Regions from separate parts of the Mus musculus genome. Here regions 1, 2 and 4 are each linked to region 3. The links are chromatin contacts, called in public HiChIP or PLAC-seq, Micro-C and promoter capture Hi-C maps. All regions are on one chromosome and are shown on one strand. Each heading gives the region's core, a stretch centred on a gene start, on an enhancer-like site or on the middle of the called end of the contact. The rest is flanking DNA. Distances are from core to core; before and after follow the strand shown.

Region 1 (3,471 bases), core at 237-2,736, 240 kb before region 3:
GTGTGTGTGTGGGTGTGTGTGTGTGATGCAGGTGCTCACGGGCAGCAGAGGCATCCGATCCCCTGGAACTGGAGGTACAGGCAGTTTCGAGCCTCCCAGACTAGGGCACTGGAGAGCAGGATGCACTCTTAGACACTGAGCCACTTCTCCAGCCCACAAGGGAGCTTTCTCAATGGCCATCTGAATGGGACATCCCAAATTATTCTGAGAGCTTTGGATAGACTCACTTAGTAAACATGGAAGCACTTTCTGGTGTGGTGTTGGGGAAACAGAGGGAATTCAGAACTCTGTCTCCCTCAAAGGGTCTTCTCGTTGATGGGAGAAAGGCCTTGCGGAGGGACACATAAACTGCAGCACGGTGGGAGTGGGAATAGGCTTGGTCCATTGTAAGAAACACCGGAGGTACGGAAAAGGGCTGTGGTGGCTCAGAGGTCATAGACCTGTCTTATTGCTTTAGGGCCTATGAAGAGACATCATGTCCTGGCAGGGGGTAACTGGCCACAAGAGAAAACAAGAGAAGTGGTGGCACACACCTTTAATCCCATCACTTGGGAGGCAGAGGCAGGCGGATTTCTGAGTTCGAGGTCAGCCTGGTTTACAGAGTGAGTCCCCCCCCCTCCCCAATAAAAGAGAAAAAACAAGAGAAAGGAAAGACAAAAGGTTTGTATGTGGTTTGATCCTACAATTTTTTCCAAGGTCAAGCCCCTAATTAGGTAAAGACTTCCCACTAAGTCCGACCTCCTAAAGGGTCCCTGTCATAAGTTCTTTGGGTGTTCTTTAAGAGCCATACTTTTAGGGCTCAGGGAAGTGCTTGTCTGGCAAGGACCCGGGTTCAATACCCAGTACTATAGAAACAAACGATTTAACGATTCTAACTATAGCTGAGGGTCTAGGCCTATGGTCAATTTTAACAAAACACTAGGAGGCATTGAAAGCATCTGGCTGGGGAGGCAGGCTCTGCCTTAAGAGATCTGAAAAGGCTTCTGAAAGGAGGTGCTGCACGCGCATGGCAATCATCTGGAGAGACTGAGTTACATGGTGCAGATCTGCAAAAGTTCACGGAGCCCTGTTAAGTGGGCCTTGTTTGCCAGGGAGAGGCCATAACTCTGTGGAGTGTAGGCAATCAAGGAATCCATTGGCTTCAGGAAGGCTGAAGTCTGTCAACCAGGCTTGGCAGGGGACAGGAGTACAGGCACATCTGTCCGTCTGTCTGTGAGCCACAGAGCCACCTAAAGGGTGGGGGTCAGGGGATGGAGGCAGGGGCATTCTCCGGGAAAACTTACAAACAGCATTCATATCTACTCCAAAGAGTGAAAAGGTCCCTTCTAGGCAGAGTGGGCAGAGCTCCGTGACCTGGACATCACCCAGAACTCTAGCCTCAGGCCCTTGGGGGTGCAGATTGGGGCTCTGAGCTGGGCTGCCAGCCGCCTGTTCCCAGGCTGCAGGAACTGCTGACCTCTGAACTCGGAAGTGGAAGCGAAAGGCAGCAGCCCCTCCCACCTCTCCTTCCAGTGTCCCAGGCTTTGCAAGCGAGCGATTGAGGACTTACAAGCGCCTTGCAACTCTGGTTCCCACTGCCCAGCCTCCAACCACAGGAATTAAATTTGTGCAGTGCATTTAACAGACAACGAACATTGTCCAAGGTCACAGATACATGTTGGGATTACAAGACAAGACACCGAGCAGAGACCAGCAGTCATCCACAGCCCTGTGATGGCAGCCTGCACACACTGCCTGTGCCATCAGGCAGCCCTTCACACTGCACCCTGCTTGTTCTGCATGCGACACCACATCTTTGTGTTTTAATATTTTCATTAATTCTTTAAGAATTTCATACAATGGGTTTTGATCATATTTATCATACACATCATATCATCCTGTTCCTCCCCTCTAACTCCTCCCAGATCCATCTGTGGGCCTCTGTACCCCTCCCAAGTTCACCATTTCTTTCTTCTTCTTCCTCCTCCTCTTCCTCCTCCTCCTCCTTCCTCCTCCTCTTCCTCCTCCTCCTCTTCTTCCTCCTCCTCCTCCTCCTCTTCCTCCTCCTCTTCCTTCTCCTGTTCCTCCTCCTCCTTCTCTTCCTGCCCCTCCTCCCCTTCTTCCCCTCCTCTTCCTTCTTGCCCCCTCCTGCTTCCCCTTTCCTCTTCTTCCCCCTCCTCCTCTTCCTCATCTTCCTCCTCCCCTAACTCCCTCTCTTCCTTAACCTTATAGATTCCATTTGTGCAGTCCATATAGTCGTTGGTGTGCCGTCATCCACTTGTTCGATCTACCAGGGGCCACACTATTGAAGAAAACTGAATCTCCCTTCCACAGCATCCAACAACAGTCAATAGTTAGAGGTGAGAGCTCATATCTGTTACTATTCTATTGCTGATAAAACACCGTGACCAAGGTATCTTGCAAAGCAAAGAGTATAATCTGACTTATAGTTCCAGAGGTTTAGAGTCCACCCACCCATGGTGATGGAGTAAGAGTGCAGTGGCAGGAACAGCCAGAAGCTCACATCTCGGACCACGAGCTGGAGGCAGAGAGCACGCTGAGGATAGCAGCCCATTGAAGCCTTAAGTCCTGCACAGTGACACACCTCCTCCAACAAGGGCATACCTCTTGGTTTTCCCAAACGGTTCCACCTACAGGGGCCCAAGTATTTACACATTTGAACCTGTGGGGCCATTCCCATTCAAACCACACCAGGGCTGGTGAATCTTCCCTCCATGCTGGAGTTCTGCCTGGCTTGCTCTTGCGCAGGTCTTGTGAGTGGCTGCTGTGAGTTCCTGAGTGCAGTGGTCCAGACATGTCCAGAGGTTCAGCTCTGGTGTTCCCCAACCTCTGGCTCTTACAGTCTTTCTTCTCTCTCTCTCTCCTGAAATGGTCCCATGCAGTCAAGGACTACACTGTGATGCTCTGGTCAGCTGTCAGTCTCGATGTTAACCACCATTCACTGCACGGATAACCTCCCTGAGGAGGCCTGGGGGCTACACTGATCTATGGGTAGAGAAACAGGGCCTTAGGTTGATGGTGTGGCAGAGCTTCTTAGAGGCGGACCTCTGCAGGACCAGTGTGGTGATTTGTATATGCTTGGCCCAGGGAGTGGCACTATTAGGAGGTATAGCCTTGTTGGAGTAGGTGTGCCACTGTGGGTGTGGCCTTAAGATCCTCATCCTAGTTGCCTGGAAGTCAGTTTTCCACTAGCAGCCTTCAGATGAAGATGCCAAACTCTCAGCTCCTCCAACACCATGCCTGCCTGGATGCTGCTATGTTCCCACCTTGATGATAATGGACTGAACCTCTGAACTTGTAAGCCAGCCCCAATTAAATGTTGTTCTTTATAAGACTTAGTTATGGTGTCTGCTCACAGCAGTGAAACCCTAAGACAACCAGCATACTTGTTTTCCTACGTATTTAAAATATGTGTAAGGAGACCACCTGGCATATCTGGCTTTCAGATCTGAGCAGAAAGCCGGAGAGCCG
Region 2 (3,608 bases), core at 542-3,041, 170 kb before region 3:
AGGGTGAGGCACCACGTAAGACTGCATGAGGCAGAGACAAGTTCCACTTGCTCTCTTATATCTTAGCACTTGTCTAGTGTCCACTATATAGCATTTGAAAAGTTTTGAAGAACTAAGTGATTCTTAAAAAGTCATTTTATTAAAATGTTTGCTTTTACATATTTTATTAATTTTGTATATGTATGGGCACACACATGTGGGTACAGGTCAAAGGACAACGTGCACAAGTTAACTCTTCCCATCTATGTGGTCCTGGGACATGTCAGCAGGTGCCTTTACCGGTTAAGCCATGCAGCGGGCCCTATACTGATCATTAGTATCTTTCAGGGTATTGGCCACTCTTGTACTTACATGAGCAGCAACTGACAACTATCAGTTTGTAACTTGCTAAAATATCTAGGTAAATATAATTTTGATTCTGAATAGCATTGAAAAAGAGCAATGGAGCTCTTTATGCATCACATGGGCTAGTTAGATAAATCTATTACCTACCAGTCTGTTCCTTACAGTGCTATAACAGCAGGAAGACCAAGATATCAAAAGAAAGACAAAGCACAAAAAGAGAAAAGAAAATGTCAGAAAACAGATTAAGAAACTATCTCTAAATATCTCCAAATAAAAGAGTGGCGAAACAGATGGTGCGGACTAAGAGCTAGCTTCTTCACAACACATTTCGTGACTACATGCGAAACATTTTCATTCTTGAGATTTCAATTTCCTATTTGTGAGCATGAAATCCAGCCATCACATAATCTCTAAAATAAATCCCCATCAGTGTTAAAAGTATCTGCTTCTTCAAAGTCCCCAGACAAAAGCCAGTCACTCCAGATGCAGAAACTTTTCTCTATTAATTTTAGTATCCTTCAAAATCTCTTTAAGTTCCAATTCATACTACAGAGGGTACATGTAAGAAAAATTTGATAACAGAACCTTCAAATTACAAAGGAAAAAATTAATTATATTTTAATTTTATACATAGAAATACATGTGAAATATTTGTCACATATTCAGTTCATTCCTCCTGAGAATACATACTAACTTCTACTTCAGAGAAGACAATGTCTATTTATAATCCATGTGCAGTATGCACTATTGAGGCCTACTAGGCAGGGTTTTAAGGCTGTTTTTTTTCAACAAGGCGCACAAGTCCTGAGGTTAAATACACATGAATTAAGGATGTTTAATCCAACTTAAGATACCATCTTTTCATATTTAAAGCAGTTTCCTTTAAACAGGAAAAATACAAAATACATGAGCTATCTCTGAAAATAAAGCTTCTACAGGCTAATTAATATAAACTTTAAAGAAAATAATTTAGACTCATATGGTATTTACTTTCATTTCTTATATGTACACTTATAGATTAAAAACAAACTATTTAATGGAGCAGAAAGCTGTATAAACAAAAAACCCTCTTACTTGTCATATGTCAAGAGATATTTAACAAAAGCCCATGCTGAGCTGTAATGAGGGCTATCTGCATAACATATGAAAGTGTAGTTTTTGGTGTGTACACACAAAGCACTAGTATGCACATACACAGAGCAATAAACAGTTAAACAGCTTCTACCTGTTTTGTGTATTCCCTTTCAGATTTTGTCCCCTAGAGCTTTGGGCTCTGTTGCTGTCTAACTTGAATTCACAAAACTCAATGGCTCATGGTTTTCAAAGCTCAGAACAAAGTCGCTTTCTCTCTCTCTCTCTCCTCTTTTTGGTGGGTACAAGTATGGGGACCACAGGAACAGTTAAATTCATGGCATGGCTGGTCTACCACACAGTCGGGGGAATTCTTTAAATAGAGCCTGTCACTCTCTTGGCCCATCAATGGGATTTCCTCCTCGAACTGCTGATTCGTTCAGGTACACAACAGAGGAAATTTCAGTTAACCTTTGTTTCACCCCAGGGAAAAATCTGTCTGAAAGTATAAAATGAATAGATTAAAAAAAATAAGCTGCTCAGCCCCACGGCTGTTCTCTTAGTGAGCACTGCAGCTTAAGTTAAACAGCAGAAAGGGACAGGGGAGTGCTGCATTCCCAATGGAAATGCAAAATACACGGTATCCAGTAGGCCGGACTTTATTTTGATGACTAAACCAAACCAACTGTCCTTTCTGTTAAATAAACCTGAAATTCTCTTTCTGATAATCTTATGAGTCAGATTTTTCTTATGTCACCAAATCACTAAACTATTGTAATCCGAATGTCTTTAACCAAACTCTATCTCCAATCATCTTACTATAAAAAAAAAAAAAAAAAAAAAAAAAAAAGGAACTCAGGAAAAATTTCAAACAAAACTTGTGAAATTTGAGCAGAAACAGGGTGCCAGATGAGAAAAGAATCAGCTAAATGAGGATCATGTTGAATGCTCTTCTATTTTTCCTTTCAAAATAATAATAATAAAAAAATTCAGGAGAGGAGGGACACACAGAGAATCCATTTGAAAGCAACAGAGTTCTTGGAGAGCCTGGAGCTGGCACGATAGATGTAGGAAGTCACAGGGTGAAGGGTGAGCACAGAAAAGCAAGCTAAACTTTACCATGTTATGAGTAAGATAATTTAGCTTATAGACCTCTGAAAACATGAATATAAATTTTCATTTTATATGGTGGGTGATATTGGATACCCACTTCTACCAAGTAACTCCTGAACCTAGTGAGACAGAAAAGCTACTGGGCTGCCAATCCCCTTTATACATTTAATATATTATAATTACAATATGTTGACTATAAACTATTGGAGCACCAATCTAAATGAAAAATAAAACCAATTTTACCTCAATGACCAACACCATTTTTTATAAAAATATCAAAAAAAGGATTCGTTGCATTTTGACATATTTTTCTTACCAGTATATGAACATGTTCTATTTTTAAAGGTGTGATAATTTAATGTCCATCTACACTGTCAATGGTCAAATCAGGTTTCTTTATGTTAGGAACTTCTCCCCCCTGCCCAGTTACTTGAGATTGTAAGTGTATCTATGAGAGAAAACCACCAAAATTTCCCATTTTGTGCTAGGCTTATTTCACTTAACACAATGCCCTGCAATTCTACCCTGTTGCTGTAAATGACCAGATTTCAATCTTTGTGGCCAAATAATATTCTATAGTATATACAGGACATGTTTTCTTTATACATTCATCTGTCAATGTACATCCTGGTTGGTTACCTTTGTCATTGTAAATACTGCTTCAATAAACAGTATATAGATAACAGTCTGACATAGATTTTCTTGGACACACATACATACAAATCTGACAATTTTACTACTATCCATTTTTTATCAAAAAACCCTATATATATCCAAGTAGTATAAAAGTGTCAGATTTTACTGTTAGCTTTTAAAATATGGAATAAAGGATTATATAATTATATTCTATAATCATCTCTAACAGCTCACTTTCCTTCCCATCTGGGATTGTGCATGAACCCAGAATTTTATATTTACCTCTCTTCTGTGTCCAACTATGTAACCAAGTAAGGCAGAGTAAGACTGTGGCCCTATGAAAGCCATATAAATTACAATCGGAGAAATGACATCATTAGAGAAACCACAAACACCACAGATTAATGTACAACTAGGACACACTAAAGCACACCTTCGTTTTT
Region 3 (3,156 bases), core at 82-2,581:
GGTGCCCACTGACCCCTCCCCCTATCCTCGAACTCTAGGCTCTCTCCCCTAGGTTGCAGCCCAGCCTCGTGACCACCCCCCTCCAAAAAAAAAAAAATCAAACAAACACTCTCGGAGAGCGATTCACTTTCCGAAACTGCCATTGTCCAGTGGCCCTAGAGCGCTCACCCGCCCTGGAGAACCTTCCCCTGCGACCACCCCCGCAACGGGGCTCTATAGGCTTCTCGCGGCCAAACCCAGCCGCTTGGAATTCAGACTGGGGAGGGAGCAGAGTAGAGGAGGCTTGAGCTCGGACGGCAGGGAGCGAGGTTGGACACCACACCTTTACCTAGTTCCTCTGCAACCGATTTTCTCTCTGGAAAATCAAGTCTGGGAACTCGGGGATGCTACAAGGTCTCTTGGCCCGAGGGCAGTGGGATTCCATTTAGGGGCCTGGGTAAGGTGTCCAGAATTTTTGCCTGTTCTCCGAGCCTGCTAGGATGGTTCTGCTTGGCCCGGGTGCTCCAAAAGCAGAGGACCGGGTTTTATCAGCAGCTTTCCGCTGAACCTCTGGGCTCTGGGGTAAAAAGGGTCGAGTTCTAAAGGGGAGATCTGGGACCTGGTGGCTGAATGGGACCTAGATACTGTAGTGATCTGAAGCTGCCCTGGAAGATGAGCCCAGCAGACCTATGGAGGTTGCAATTGAGTTGGGGGTGGGGTAGTTGGGAACCCCGAGGGCGGGCGCCGCCCTAGGGGTGAATCTGAGGATGCTGGAGCATCCCCTGTGGTTGACAATTGTGCTAGTACAGGGTTCAAAACCACTTGCTTGGCAGAATTGTTCTTTCTTTAAAATAAAAAAATGGGCCTACTGGCCCTCACAAAGCAGAGTTTACATGTAGAGCAAAAGCGCACAGGGCCGCGACCCCCAGACACAGGTTTGGAAGCGGGTACGACCCTGTGACTCAGGTTCTCCTTCCCCTAGGCGCGCGACTAACGCCGGGCCGGGCGCAGTCTGAATCTTTCCTTCCCTGCCCCCAACCCCCTATAAAAGTCCAAGGCGGCACCGAGGCGGCATTGCTGCTCTCTGGGCCTCTTGCACACCTTCGGCCAGGCCTGGTCCGCCCCGTCTGGCACGCTGGGCAGGCCGCAGAGCTGACACCCTTTCCCTGGTTCTTGGCCCGCAGTGCGGGGCGGTGCGCCGGGGGCGCGACGTGTCTGGGGACATCTTGTGATGTTGGCGAGAACAGGACATGATCTCACATGGCGAGAAGCTCTTTAGTTCCTTAATCATTTCACGGTGCCTTCGGACGCTTTTTTTCCACCTAAAACGTTTAGTTTCAGCTCAGTGATCAGCTACCCCAGCTCGGCGGGGGAGCGGAAGGCTTCAATTATTCCGACTTGTGAGCGGGCCCCAGCACCAAAAAAAAGAAAGAAAGAAAGAAAGAAAGAAAGAAAGAAAGAAAGAAAGAAAGAAAGAAAGAAAGAAAGAGGAAAGGAAGAAAGAAAAAGAGGGAGAAAAGAAAATAAAACAAAGAAAGAAAAAAGAAAAGAAAAAAGAAAGAAAAGGAAAAAAGACACCCCAAAAAAAGTGGAAACTTTTCCTCGCTGTCCATTTCATCAAGTCCTGAAATATCGAAATGGATTTAGAGAAAAATTACCCGACTCCTCGGACCATCAGGACAGGTAGGAACACCGCGAAACGGGATTCATCCATGCTTACTCTGGGACACTACCCAGTGCTAGTATCCATGCTAATATCCATGCAAGAAGAAAGGTGTGTGTGTTTGTGTGTGTGTGTGTGTGTGTGTGTGTGTGTGTGTGTAGTTTTCTCAGGAAAAGGCCTGTCCTTCTACAGTGCGTTCACATGGTTTTCACTAGTCCGTCAAGGTGTCTTCAAGGAGGCCTGTTTTCTTTGGTTTTGTTTGATTCTGTTTCTGATACTTGTGTTGGTGTTAATCTGGAGATGTTCAAGTTTGGATCTGTGTGCTCACTTGAGGAGATCAATGTGTGCAGGAGTTTGTGTTACCCCAAATAGGTGTTCAGTTTGAGTTTGTACGCCTGTTGGCATCTTTACTAGCTTGTATCTTGCCTTGAGCATATTAGCATGTGTTTATGAGTTAGTGTTTGTGTGCGTTCTTTTTAAGACTCCAAGATGTGTGTTTGTGTAAATTCTGTGTATATAGTTTGATAAGCATCTCACTCACTGGACATCTACTGCTTAAGAGGTCTGGTCATCTCTATATCCCAAGTGATTTTGGAAGTAAGAAAGAGGTGGTTCTCTGACCCCTCCATTTTTGGATGTCAACAGCTGCCCAATGTGTACATACCAATACATACAAAAGTGCTTGTCTCTAGCACTGGTATAGCTCTGGGGCCTACTAGGGGTATAGTATACAACACATGTGCTGCCAGGCCTAAGTCTTATAATATTGAGAGATAGAATCAAAAGTGATGTGAATTCAGGGCAATTAAGCTCTCACTGTGCAGTGTGCACTGTCTCATTAGTGTAGTGTTGCATTTAGCATTTGTGTACAAGGGTCTCCTACAGCAAGCACAACTTTGGTAGGTAAGAACAGTCTGTGGACTACTGATGACATTTTGACAGTGTACACACACACACACACACACACACACACACACACTCCAATCCCTTGCCTTTAGGCTGTCACCTAGATTAGCCTCTGACATTGTGTGTGTATATATGTCACACTGTATGCTCAGGCTTTGTCCTGTGGGTGCTGCTCCAATGAAGGAGAGCACAAGTGGGTGGGTATGTGAGCCTAGCCTGGTCATTCAGCTGGGGTTACTGTATGTACACAGGCCTTCTTGGCACAGTGCCCCTGTGCCTCCCAGAGGCCCATGCAGTGGGTAGCAGGATATGTTTATGTTTGAGATGTGGCAGGGCAGTAGGCCTCTGTCTATGCTAAGACATAACATGGTATGCCATCCTGTTTTGCTCCTTAGACTCTTGGGCCAACCTGTACACTAACACTCTGAGCAATGGCAGGAAACCCACTTTTCTCATTTCTGGGTTATCTATGAGATCTCAGTTCTACTCAAGCCTTTGATAAAGTCAAGAAGATAAAACTTAGACCACCAACCCAGGGTGACTTCCTGGCATAGCTCTGGGTCCAGAAAAGCCATGATAGAAAAAAAAAAAAAACAAAACAAGTGAGA
Region 4 (3,323 bases), core at 475-2,974, 140 kb before region 3:
CACTCCTCTAATCCAGGTGCTTGAGGCAGAGGCAGACAAATCTCTGCTTTCAATGCCAGCCTGATTTACATCATGAGTTTCAGAGCAGCAGGGCTATATAGTGAGTCCATGTCTTAAAAATAACAACAAAGCAAAAGGCGATTGACAATCCAAAAGATTACGAGCCATAAATTAAGGTATTGATCTCTTTGATTTACCAAGGCTCACTAGTATAGTAATTCAATTAAAATTACTTTGACACTCCCACCTCTATTTAAAAATCTTGTACTTTGCCCACAAATCTTTTAAGAAGCCATACTTTAATTCTCTTTGAGAAAGAACCTATGATAAAGACTAGCACAAGCTAGCTATTTTTAACTTGTTTTCTAGGAAATAAGAAATCACCATCTCTGTCATTCGTACTAGTGTAAAGGGTAATTTTTCCAATGAAGATCTTTGTCATTATGTCAGCAGACCTCTTTGTAATTGTGGACATTTAGAAGCTTATGCTAAACATCAACAAATTCTACCCACCCCCAATCTGTACGTGTGTGTGCGTGCATGCATGCGCAGGCACATACATGTAGTGCTTTTATCTTTATATCAGTGGTTATGAACTGCCTAAAATATAAAAATTCATTTATATTTTAACATGGAGAAAAAGCTAAGTTGCTCATTTTAATATGAGTTTGTCCCCCACGCCTCGTGAGACTATGAAATTATTGGTGGTATGGTACAGTATCCTGTTGTCTTCACCCAATGTCTTACTTATCAGTGGGTAACAGGTATAAGCTAAAGACAATTCTAGCTAGCATAAAGTTAATTATGTTGAGTTGACTGCTAATCTAATTTAAAGCTAATCTTTGCGAGTCTATTGCTACTTTACCTTAAATCTCAGTTATACTTCAAATTTCACATTTATACTATCTTGAAATCTCTGCATTTTCTTCTACTCACTGTAGGAGATTGCTGAATTTACATTTTATATGTGACTACAAATAATTTCTTGAAGTACAAAAATAGGAGAAAGGCTAAAATTAAAGAATTCTAAAATTGGTTATTAAAATCATATTTAGTATATTAAGAGTAATAACTGTTATGCTACTAACTTGGACTTGCTTGGCATGTATATTTTTACTTTTGCTTTGGGTAAAAACTAAAGTCAGATTTCTTAAAAGTATGAAATTTCTTGACCCAATCTTTCACTGTTACATACTATTTTCAGATAATTAGCACTGTAATCTTTTATAATTGATAATTACAGGGAAGCATCAAACTATTCAATATGATATACACTGGTGAAGCTTCAGAACAATTTCAAAAAATCGTCTTCTAATATATATTTTATTTTCATAAACCTAAACTCCATCATAATTTGGTGTAGCTTATAAAATCTACAATAAATATATTAGTTATTTTCTCTCACCAGCAAGTTTTAAATCATTAATTAAATATACCCAGTTTTTAATGTGTTAAAAAAAAGGTAGAGCAAAAACAAAAGGAAGAAAACTGTACAAAAATTAAATTAAAAACACTAATATAAGCTAATACTGCTTACATATGAACATCAAGATGCCAAGGGACCCAATACAATTCTCAGTCTAACATTTTCAATGGCACAGCCTAGTGATCACACGATACTGGTGATACTCTCTAGTTACCCCTGGCAACCTTTCTCAACTGTAACGATGCTACCCTACAATAGGTTTCACTGGGCAGCTTTCTCTTCACTTAGCTGAATGCTCTGGGACCATCTGCGTCGGCAAGCATAAAAGGCCAGCCTGCCTGTGGGCCCGTCACTCTGAACACCACCTCTCTGACCCTGATTAAATACAACTTTCAATCCTTTTTGTCCTCCCTGTTGACTTCTCCTATTAAGGGAGCCCTTTGACAAAGAAAGCGGAAGAGTGGACTAACTGCCCCCAAGAAAGGTGATGTCTGATACTGCTCAACACAAGGATTAGCAAGCCAATACATAACAAAAGCAAGCTTGGGGGGGAGGGGAGAAGTAAAGAAAAAAATGGTTTTAGCTAGAGCTTTGACTAATTCAGTAGGTACACAATTCAACAAATAGCCATACAAGAGGCCTTCTTTGAGAGAAATAACTATAGCAGAACAACAATTTGGAGAGATACTTTTCAGTATCTTGACATAAAGCCACGACATTAACAAAAACACACCAGATAGTTATTTTTTAGTTAAATTTTAAATTAATAAATGAACAAAAGATGGGTGTAAAAGTCAAAAACAAAGATAACTAGATAACTAGAAAGCAGTCATAATTGTAAAATACTTTCTCATTAGAACACAAGACAGGTAACATATAAATAAACTAAACTAATATTTGGGTTCTGAAGTATTAAAATAAAGCTGTGAAGAATACTAACACTATAATCATTTTTATAACTCACTATAACATAATAGCTTATAAAAACTTGAATTTTACAAGACAGGTTTACAGACTTAACTGTTTCTGACATAAAGAACTTATTCAACTATGTCTACTCAGGCAGCTTGTTCAACATGGCCAGAGCCTTCCCATCAGGGCAAGAGTCAGAATATCCACCACTTTACAAGTAACTCTGTATCATACACCCATTTCAGGCCAATTAATATATGAAAGGTTTGGTTGGTTACAAAACAAGTCAATAACACAACTATATAACATAACCTGAAACATTAAATAAGAGTACCCTAAAAAGCAAACAATAATTAGCATCATCTACATAAGACCAGGGTCTACTTAAAATCTACCTCGTAGGACACAAGGGGTAGCTCTGTGGTAGAGCATATGCAAAGCCCCAGAACTGAGCCAGCTGCTGGAAACAGGATCTAGGCTGAAGTGGTTCCTAGTTAAGAGCATGGGTTGCTATTGCAGAGGACTCTGGTTTGATTCACAGCACCCACCTGGCAGCTCACAACCATATGTAATTCCAGGCCCAAGGAATCTGGTGCCCTCTTCTGACCTCTATATACCAGGTATGCATATAGTGCACGCACATACATACATACATATACATACATATATATATATATATATATATATATATATATATATATATATACACAAGCTATAAATATTCACACATAAAATAAATGTAAAAAACATCAAACTTTTACAGTATAATTTGACTATTCTTGCTTCAAAGAATGAATGGCTAACAAGTTTAGAAAATCAGGTGAACAAGGGAAGAAGAGGAGGAGCCTTGGATGCAGAAGTGTTAAACCTGGGAAAATATTAGATAAGCCAGACAGGGAGGCCACATGTATGAAGAAATTATTATAAGCTATATTATAATAGATTATATTAGTTAATTACATTATAAATAATATGTTATATATAA

What was found. Promoter capture Hi-C pulls out the DNA fragments that hold promoters and counts their contacts. A called contact is a pair of places that touch in the nucleus more often than the background predicts. HiChIP or PLAC-seq counts read pairs in DNA pulled down with a chosen protein or histone mark.
Region 1: a Micro-C map of embryonic stem cells shows a contact between it and region 3, with 2.2 times the contacts expected there. The contact joins the enhancer-like site here to the promoter of Pax5 in region 3. A contact is called at or near these places in 2 of 39 promoter capture datasets (the C10 cell line and pre-B cells), 1 of 15 datasets of contacts at CTCF or cohesin (large pre-B cells), 11 of 484 Hi-C or Micro-C datasets (the 63-12 cell line, B cells, CD4 T cells and 3 more), 10 of 115 datasets of contacts at active chromatin or transcription factors (the 230-238 cell line, embryonic stem cells, large pre-B cells and 1 more) and 3 of 9 other capture datasets (adipose tissue, embryonic stem cells and liver).
Region 2: a contact with region 3 is called in a promoter capture Hi-C map of pre-B cells. The contact joins the enhancer-like site here to the promoter of Pax5 in region 3. A contact is called at or near these places in 5 of 39 promoter capture datasets (the C10 cell line, cranial neural crest, liver and 1 more), 1 of 15 datasets of contacts at CTCF or cohesin (large pre-B cells), 4 of 484 Hi-C or Micro-C datasets (adipose-derived mesenchymal stem cells, centroblasts, large pre-B cells and 1 more), 6 of 115 datasets of contacts at active chromatin or transcription factors (the 230-238 cell line, embryonic hindbrain, embryonic midbrain and 3 more) and 3 of 9 other capture datasets (adipose tissue, embryonic stem cells and liver).
Region 4: a contact with region 3 is called in an H3K4me3 HiChIP or PLAC-seq map of embryonic stem cells, with 2.5 times the contacts expected there. The contact joins the enhancer-like site here to the promoter of Pax5 in region 3. A contact is called at or near these places in 5 of 39 promoter capture datasets (the C10 cell line, cranial neural crest, pre-B cells and 1 more), 2 of 15 datasets of contacts at CTCF or cohesin (large pre-B cells and pro-B cells), 1 of 484 Hi-C or Micro-C datasets (nephron progenitors), 6 of 115 datasets of contacts at active chromatin or transcription factors (the 230-238 cell line, embryonic midbrain, embryonic stem cells and 1 more) and 1 of 9 other capture datasets (liver).

What each region holds. Positions count from the first base shown.
Region 1 is chr4:44,951,271-44,954,741 of GRCm38.p6, reverse strand. No RefSeq gene overlaps it. Among named protein-coding and RNA genes, the nearest start is that of Gm30763, 6.8 kb to the left of the region's middle. Within about 2 kb of position 1,486, at least 10 of the 459 cell types and tissues checked have an H3K27ac peak or open chromatin away from gene starts, as enhancers often do. A contact at or near this core is called in embryonic stem cells, where this site is marked.
Region 2 is chr4:44,878,639-44,882,246 of GRCm38.p6, reverse strand. All of the region lies in intron 2 of Zcchc7 (zinc finger, CCHC domain containing 7), which reads right to left. Among named protein-coding and RNA genes, the nearest start is that of Gm12678, 63 kb to the left of the region's middle. Within about 2 kb of position 1,791, at least 18 of the 459 cell types and tissues checked have an H3K27ac peak or open chromatin away from gene starts, as enhancers often do. A contact at or near this core is called in the 230-238 cell line, pre-B cells and pro-B cells, where this site is marked.
Region 3 is chr4:44,708,869-44,712,024 of GRCm38.p6, reverse strand. Pax5 (paired box 5) reads left to right here and starts at 1,331. Exons shown (of 10, transcript NM_008782.3): 1 at 1,331-1,662. The coding sequence starts at 1,617. RefSeq lists a promoter at 1-1,099.
Region 4 is chr4:44,850,527-44,853,849 of GRCm38.p6, reverse strand. All of the region lies in intron 2 of Zcchc7 (zinc finger, CCHC domain containing 7), which reads right to left. Among named protein-coding and RNA genes, the nearest start is that of Gm12678, 92 kb to the left of the region's middle. Within about 2 kb of position 1,724, at least 36 of the 459 cell types and tissues checked have an H3K27ac peak or open chromatin away from gene starts, as enhancers often do. A contact at or near this core is called in embryonic stem cells, pro-B cells and stem cell-derived epiblast-like cells, where this site is marked.